Linked DNA regions of Triticum aestivum: region 2 is linked to region 1. Evidence: chromatin contacts called from public Hi-C data. All regions are on one chromosome and are shown on one strand. Each heading gives the region's core, a stretch centred on a gene start, on an enhancer-like site or on the middle of the called end of the contact. The rest is flanking DNA. Distances are from core to core; before and after follow the strand shown.

Region 1 (3,633 bases), core at 747-3,246:
AAGGTTCCATCATCCTGCTTCTTCCTGATCCCGGCCCTCATTTTGCTTTCCTGGATCTTCCTCAGCCACTGTACAAGCGATGACTGTGGAATGGACGTTGAACCAAGCAGGGTGCTCAGACGAGCAGAGCCTGGCTTGATCGTTATCCGGTTTCTGCCTCATGAGCAGGATTTGATCAGGCCCAGGTTGTAGAGATTCCTCTTCACAAGGTTGCCGAGGTAGAACAGCCCGATGCCGGCGCCGTTGCGGTCGTCCCGGTCGTCCTGCCCGCGGGCCTTCTGGTAGAGCTGCGGCCGGTGCTCCTCGACGACAAGGCAGTCCACGCCAACCTTCTCCCTCACGGCTTCAATGACGTTCTGCTGGACGGCCTGGCCGGCGGTGGTGCCGGTGACATAGAACACGTTGGTGGCCATGTCGCCCTTGGTTGAAACCTCAGCCTGCGCCACGAGCAGTCCGTTTTCCCGGAACGTCCTGGTGACGTCCGACAGCAGCCCCGGCCGGTCTGGCGTGCACAGCTCCAGCCTCACTCCCTGGAAATTCAGAAATCAAGACACATTAGCATCCATGAATGGGAAAGATTTTGGAAGTTTGGTACCATAGTACAAAATTGGCGTGGAAAGTACCTCAAATGATCGCCGTTCTGTGGCGTCTTGCAGGCATTGGCTCACTCGCTGCATCTCGGCCTCGGAGCGGATGGGGCTCCCGTCGGCGTGACGGATGTAGAACTCCTGCCTCGCCTGGCCGGCGTTGGTGTCGATGGTGCCGTGGAAGACGAGGTAGTCCATGTCGGTGAGCGTGCACACGACGTCGTACAGCAGCTTGGGGCGGTCTGGGCACTGAACGGTGACCACAGAGTACCCGCGCTCGGCCCAGCTCTCCACAGACACCCAGGGAGTTGGGAACGCGCGCTCCTGGTCGCGGCTGGCGTACATGAGCTGGTGGAGGCGCCGGTCGGCGTGCGCGATGGAGCCAGCGGGGACCGCAGCCACGGCGCCGCCGCTGGCCTCCGAGTCCCCGCGAAGGAGGGGGGCGAGGCGGGCCTCGATGCGCTCCACACTGGCGGCGCACACATCCTCGTCCCGCAGGTACACGAGGCAGGCGAGGCGGCCGCGGTGCGACCACGCCCTGGCATCCACGACGCTGCAGCTCATGTCGGCCAGCACGGCGAACACCTCGGAGATGAGCCCCGTGCGGTCGGCGCCCGTCAGCTCAAGGACCGTTAGCCCCTCGAGCGCCGCCGGCTTCGACGGCCCGTTCCAGGTCCCGATAGACTGCAGCCAAATCAAGGAGAAATCGAATAAGAAATGCTGCCCCTTTCTTGCTCCGGCGAGGCCAGGAAAGAGAGAAAGTTTCTCCTACCTGCTGGATGTAGGTGATGACGCTGTCGTCGGTGAGCTTGCGGCCGAGGCGGTCGGTGACATGGAAGACATCCATGAACCACCTGCCGTCGGAGGAGATGTAGGCCTTGTTGATGGACAGGTCGAGGTCCGCGAGCACCTGGACCGCCTCGAGCAGGACGCCTCTCTTCCTCGCGCTGTCGACCTGCAACAGTCACCACAGGAAAATGAGAACCCCATCCAGGCATCCAACCAAGAACCCGCCGGAGAGCGGACGGAGGACCTCGACGGAACGGACACACACCTGGACGAGCGTGGCGGTGGGGCAGACGGCATTGTCGATGACGACCTTGGGGGTGTCCATCCTAATGACCAGCTTCTCGTACTCGTTGAGCCACTCCATCTCTGCTGCAGCCTGCCTAAGGGACTCCCCACACCGCAGCGCTGCCTCTTCCTCTTCTTGGCCGGGGACTTGCGCTCTCAAAGCTAAGTGCTCCGCAGAACCAAAGGGCGGTCCGGCTGGTATATAAGCGAGCGAGGGGAGCGAGGTCGGGGACGAAGGGCGCGAGGGGTGGAGTGGAGGAGCTTGGGGGGGATCGCCCGCGGTTTGGAGGCTTCTTCTTCTTCCCCTTGGCTGTTGTCGCTCGCTGGTTCGAATTGGATTGCGGGGAACTGGAATTGGGGGCGATGTTTATGTAACGGGACGAGCCGGGGTCCGTCGGTGGGCCCGGGGCCACATGGATGGACGCAGGAGCGGCTCATGGGAGCCAGCCGGGTCGCCACGTGGAGGCATTCCTTCTCTTGCTTGCAAATTCCTTTTGAGTCCCGCTTAACCAAACGGCAGTTTTTACTAATATTTTGGTGTTCTGCTTACGCTCCTATAGAAGGAGTAGTAATAAAAATATGAACAGCCTCGACCACAATTATATTTGCGCATGACATTTTAACAGTTTTCTAAGTGAATGGAGTAAAAATATCACATGATGCGTCACGATCCTGTAACTAAAATTTGACCGTCGGTCACATTCTTGTTCCTGGAGAAGTACAGCCAGTGGCAAGTTTTTCCTTGTGGCCCGAAGACGTCAAGAGGGTGATATACCGAGGCTGCTCAACATAGAGCCATCGTTTCAGTTTAATACTGTAGTACTCCACAATGCACACAAGTATCTCTTCTTTGACAACTCTAAACAAAAAATATATTTTGTTTGGAGAAACAGGTTAACGAGCGGCGAAGAAGAAAAGAAACGATTCTCGCGAAAAGAAACGAAACAGCAGGGTGGAATTTCTCTGTACGGCACGGGGGCTGGTGGGCGGGCCCGGCCCAGAGGGGAGCCGTCCCTGTGCCTGGGTGGCGGGCCCGGTTCGGCTGCCGCGCGCTTTTGTGTCGTCGTTACGGACGCTGTCATCTCGCTGTTGCCACTTGTATCACCAAACCCCGCCTCGTCCCGCCCAAACTTAAATGACCCGACTGCCCCTGTGTCCAACGCACAAAAAGGAAGCAGGACGGAGGGGCCTGATCGTCATTTCGCGCGTGCAGCCGGCGGGCACTGGGTGTCGCGTTGCTGTCCCGTCCTTGCCGCCCGAGGCCGCACGCCACGAAACATGGGTCCGTATCCTTTGGTGCCTCCGATCGCTTTTTTCCTTGGACTTTACCATAGCCCATCTGCCCATTTCTACTAGTACTGGTAACTAATCGGACGTGAAAATTCATCGGGCGTTGTATGTTTTGCCTGCACCCAGTGGCGTGCTGCTACTTACGGTAACGAATGTCTTGTTTTCCTTGGAGCAAAGGCTTTGTTTCGTCGATCTTGTTGCCATGCAAGGGACGGTGACACGGACAAAGCCCGGCGGGCGGGCGTGGGTCCGTCCAATTTTGGAGCTCTGGACTGACCGGCTCCACATAAAATACGTACATGCGCGGCCTACCACGCACACAAAAATGATACTCCCTCCGTTCCAAAATATAGCGCGTCCTTGGTTTCCGTGCTTCAACTTTGACCATTAATTTAATCAACAAGACCGACTGCGGCGGGCGAAAAAATTATACCAATGAATTCGTATTCAAAAAAAGTTTTTAATTATATAATTTTTGATCCCGCCGCAGTCGGTCTCGTGGGTTAAATTTATGGTCAAAGTTGAACCTCGAAAAGCGTGGGCGCGCTATATTTTGGAACGGAGGGAGTACTTTACTGTCGGATATTCTCGACGCCCCTGCTGGCTTAAGCAGCCATGTCACAGCCTCACGGCACCAATCTTGAGCTAATCCTGAGCGCCCATCGGATGATGCAGATCGACA
Region 2 (3,633 bases), core at 493-2,992, 110 kb after region 1:
CCCTGCCGGCCTGAGGGCCTGATGCACGCGGCCCCCGCCGGCTCCTTTTCGCGCCATTCGGTATGAAGCCTTTGGCGCCAAAATTCGGCGCGGGGACGCGACGAGACGGAGATGATTTTGGCGCCAAGAGCGGGTCGAGCCAGCCGGCAAGGACAAAGGGGCCCTGCTGGATGGCGCTAGCTTCAGATCCAAAAGAAGAGATAAACGCAGGGCCAAGTACTGCTAGTAGTGCTAGGTGGAGTAGCCGCACCGCACGGCGAGCACGACGACTCTACGAGCTGTAACGTCGTTGGTAACTGTTGAAAAGCTAGCTACTCCTGGAGATGATCAGTGGCTACTTGCTAATACTGTGGCGAGGTCAGCTCCACTTACTGCAGTTGTACATTCCAAAATCTAATGATCTGTTCGAATAAAAGAGGGAGATAGTCGTCCAGCTCATGACCGAAATGCAAGATGTACCACATATCACCTTGAAACCAACACATTTTTTTTGAAGCAAAATAAGAATTGATTGGTTTCAACATTTTTTTTGAAACAAAATAAGAATTGAATGGTTTCTTGTTAGTTACCGATGGCTACTAGTACTCCCCTGGAACATTGATTAACCAGCTAGGGTACGATGTTGTTACGAGGTAGGAGTACCCCTGCCCACAGTGCCCCAACCACTTTCTTGAACACAATCCCCAACTGCTCCTACGACCACTACCGGTGCCTATCGCCATGGCGGTGTACCGGTGTCGTCCAGATTGCTTTCCGGAGCAAAAGCGGTACGGTGTCCCCCCAAAGCGGGGAAGGGTAGGAGCAAAAGCAGGGGCCGAGGAAGGACGACGCACAGCATGCCGCCTGTCCCGGCAGGAGCCAGTGTGGCTAGCGTAGGCGTAGCGCATGGTCTGGTCCGGCGGGCGTCATCGTGTTTCCTAGGTGTCGTGGCGCCGGCACCGATGCGGTGGAGACCCATCAATTCCCGGGCCTCGCCGGTGGTTGGGCGCTGCTGCGGCAGCGGCAGCGGAACACGTTTTCGTCGGACCCGGTGTCGCTGCCTCGCCGCGGTGCGGTGGAGGCAGGCGCACGCCGACGGCATGTGCCCGGCCCGGTCGCCAGACTGACACTGCAGCTACAGGGCAGGCACGCACCCCTCTCCTCTCCAGCAGAGCGAGGTCCGAGGCTCGAGACGGACCGGGGCGCGCTTCTCCACCCCGGTTCCATGGCGCGGGCTCCGACGTGTCGTGTCGCGCTGCGACGACTGTGTTTGCATGGGGCCCGTGCCACGAGGCATTCCGTCACTGCCGTTCAAGGGCCGCATTCAACATGTTCTGCCTTTTGGGCATTTCTTTTCAAATCCGTCGGCGCAGACTAATTCCTCTTGTGAGCAAATACGTATATTCTTGAGAGGATGGAACGGCATTGCGTACGTAGCAGAGAGAGATGACAAGGGAAAGGTAGCAACGTCATATGTTAGTGGTAATGATGATGAACGGAAACATTCTCCGGCCGTCCAAGAGCAAGAAGGCTTCAGGCGGACGTATCTTGGCGTTTAAGCGGAAGGAAGCAAGCATGTGACCGACCGACGGAACGGCCGGCCGGTACCCCTTTGTGCGTTTGTACGGACATGGATTTCCCAGATTTGGACAGGGTCATATGAACGGACGGACGGACGGCGAGCCTGGCTGTCATGGCCCCACCCGCAGCTGCACACAGACATCCATTAATGGAGACGGAGCTCGCAACATTCGATCCAGCCCGCCATCATAAATGCGGAATCCACCGGTCCGTCCGTCCGTCTGTCCTTCGACTCGATCGTGGCTGGCTAGATCGGTCGCGCCGTGCAACCCCACTGCAATGCAACGTGCATTGATGATGTACCTGCTGCCACGATCCACGGACCGATCCATCGGTCGGGTCGGTCGATTTGAATGCGCCGGGCGTGAAACTGTTTGTATCACAGGGTAGGCAGACACATGCGTGGTCTGCGCTACACTGTTGGCAGAGCAGTGTGTGCGCAGGCGGAGTCGTCCGAGCCTCGCACGGAGTGATCAGGCATGGCATGGCATGCGTGCAGGCGGCTGTCATCTCATCTCATCTCATCTGATCGATCACGAGACAACTTAAATCACGAATCACGAGTTGCCCGCCCTGCGTTTGTTTGCGCTGATGCATTCATTGATAGCGACCATCGGTCGATCGATCGTTGCCGGGCCAGGCCAGGCCAGGTCACGGATCGCTATCCTCTGACAGAGTTTTTGTTTTGCCGAGTTGCTAAGCAAAGCGAAAGCCCAAGGGCCAAGGCAAAGCCAGTCGCTGCTGTTTCTGGAACCAGCACGTTGTTAGGGATAGGTCCACAGACTCCGCCAGCGCGGGCCGACAACAATTCTCAGCTGGACGTCACCTTTCCTTTTCATCGAAATTACTAGTTTTTTTTAGCATCGGTACAGACACAAGCGCTCATATACACACGCATAGACTCATCTTTATAAACGCACACACGCACATCCTATCCCTATGAGCATCTCCGAGAGACTGAGCCGGCATATCATCTTGAGATTTACGAAGTCACCATAGTCGCCTCGTCGTTGACGGAAACGTCTCTTCTCACTGAAAGCGTATTGCCGGAAATCCTGAAAAAATCCAGGAATAATGCGAGCACCAGGATTTGAACCTTGATGGGTTAGGGATACCACTGTCCACCTAACCATCTCAACCATAGATTGGTCGAAATTACTAGTTGAGAAGTACTCATCGTAAAGATTACTCTAACTACTCAAGTTGTGACAAGTTACATACATATAACATGCCATTGTCGTAATTTGAGAGTTTTTCTTTTTTTTTAAATTCATTTATTTAAAACGTTTTATCTCTTAAACTGTACGTCCAAATCTCAAACAGTTTTCACCGTTCGATTTCTCACGTCGAGATCTTCAAAACTAGGTACCATGTTGATAGGTCTTGACAAACTTTTTTTATGAAAAACTGGCCGAAAAAACCAACGAAAAAACCGAACCGGGAGCATGGTTTTTTCCCTCTCCGAAAGAGGCACGCCGTGCCTTTCACGAAATCACAACCGTGCCTCTCGCGGAAGCAAAATCGTGACTCTCGTGAAAGAAAAAAAAAATATGTTTTTCCCGTTTTCGAGGAGGCATGGCCGTGACTCTCGCGGAAGCAAAATCATGACTCTCGCGAAAGGGAAAAAACAGAAACTTTTTTTTCGTTTCCGAAAGGCACGGCCGTGACTCTCGCGAATGCACAATCGTGCCTCTCGCGAAAGGAAAAAAACAAAAAAAAACACGATTTTTTTCGTTTCCGAGAGGCACGGCCATAACTCTCGCAAAAGTACAACCGTGCCTTTCGCGGAAGCAAAACCGTGACTCTCGCGAAGAAAGAAAAAACATAAAACGCGTTTTTTTCATTTTCTGAGAGGCACGGCCGTGACTCTCGTGAAAGCACAACCGTGCCTCTCGCGGAAGCAAAACCGTGACTCTCGCGAAAGGAAAAAAAAATAGAAAACACGTTTTTTTTCGTTTCCGAGAGGCACGACCGTGACTCTCGCGAAAGCAAAACCGTGTCTCTCGCAAAAGCAAAACCGTGACTCTCATGAAAGAAAAAAAAACGTATTTATTCAAGCAATTTTTTTTTGAT

The links. A called contact is a pair of places that touch in the nucleus more often than the background predicts.
Region 2: a contact with region 1 is called in a Hi-C map of leaf, with 5 times the contacts expected there. The contact joins the enhancer-like site here to the promoter of LOC123147514 in region 1. A contact is called at or near these places in 3 of 5 Hi-C or Micro-C datasets (leaf, root and an unstated tissue) and 1 of 1 datasets of contacts at active chromatin or transcription factors (leaf).

What each region holds. Positions count from the first base shown.
Region 1 is chr7A:453,700,807-453,704,439 of IWGSC CS RefSeq v2.1, forward strand. LOC123147514 (ACT domain-containing protein ACR8) reads right to left here and starts at 1,997. Exons shown (of 4, transcript XM_044566786.1): 1 at 1,642-1,997; 2 at 1,360-1,542; 3 at 624-1,271; 4 at 1-530. The coding sequence starts at 1,740. The coding sequence ends at 159.
Region 2 is chr7A:453,815,444-453,819,076 of IWGSC CS RefSeq v2.1, forward strand. No RefSeq gene overlaps it. Among protein-coding and RNA genes, the nearest start is that of LOC123147514, 110 kb to the left of the region's middle. Within about 2 kb of position 1,743, at least 3 of the 8 cell types and tissues checked have an H3K27ac peak or open chromatin away from gene starts, as enhancers often do.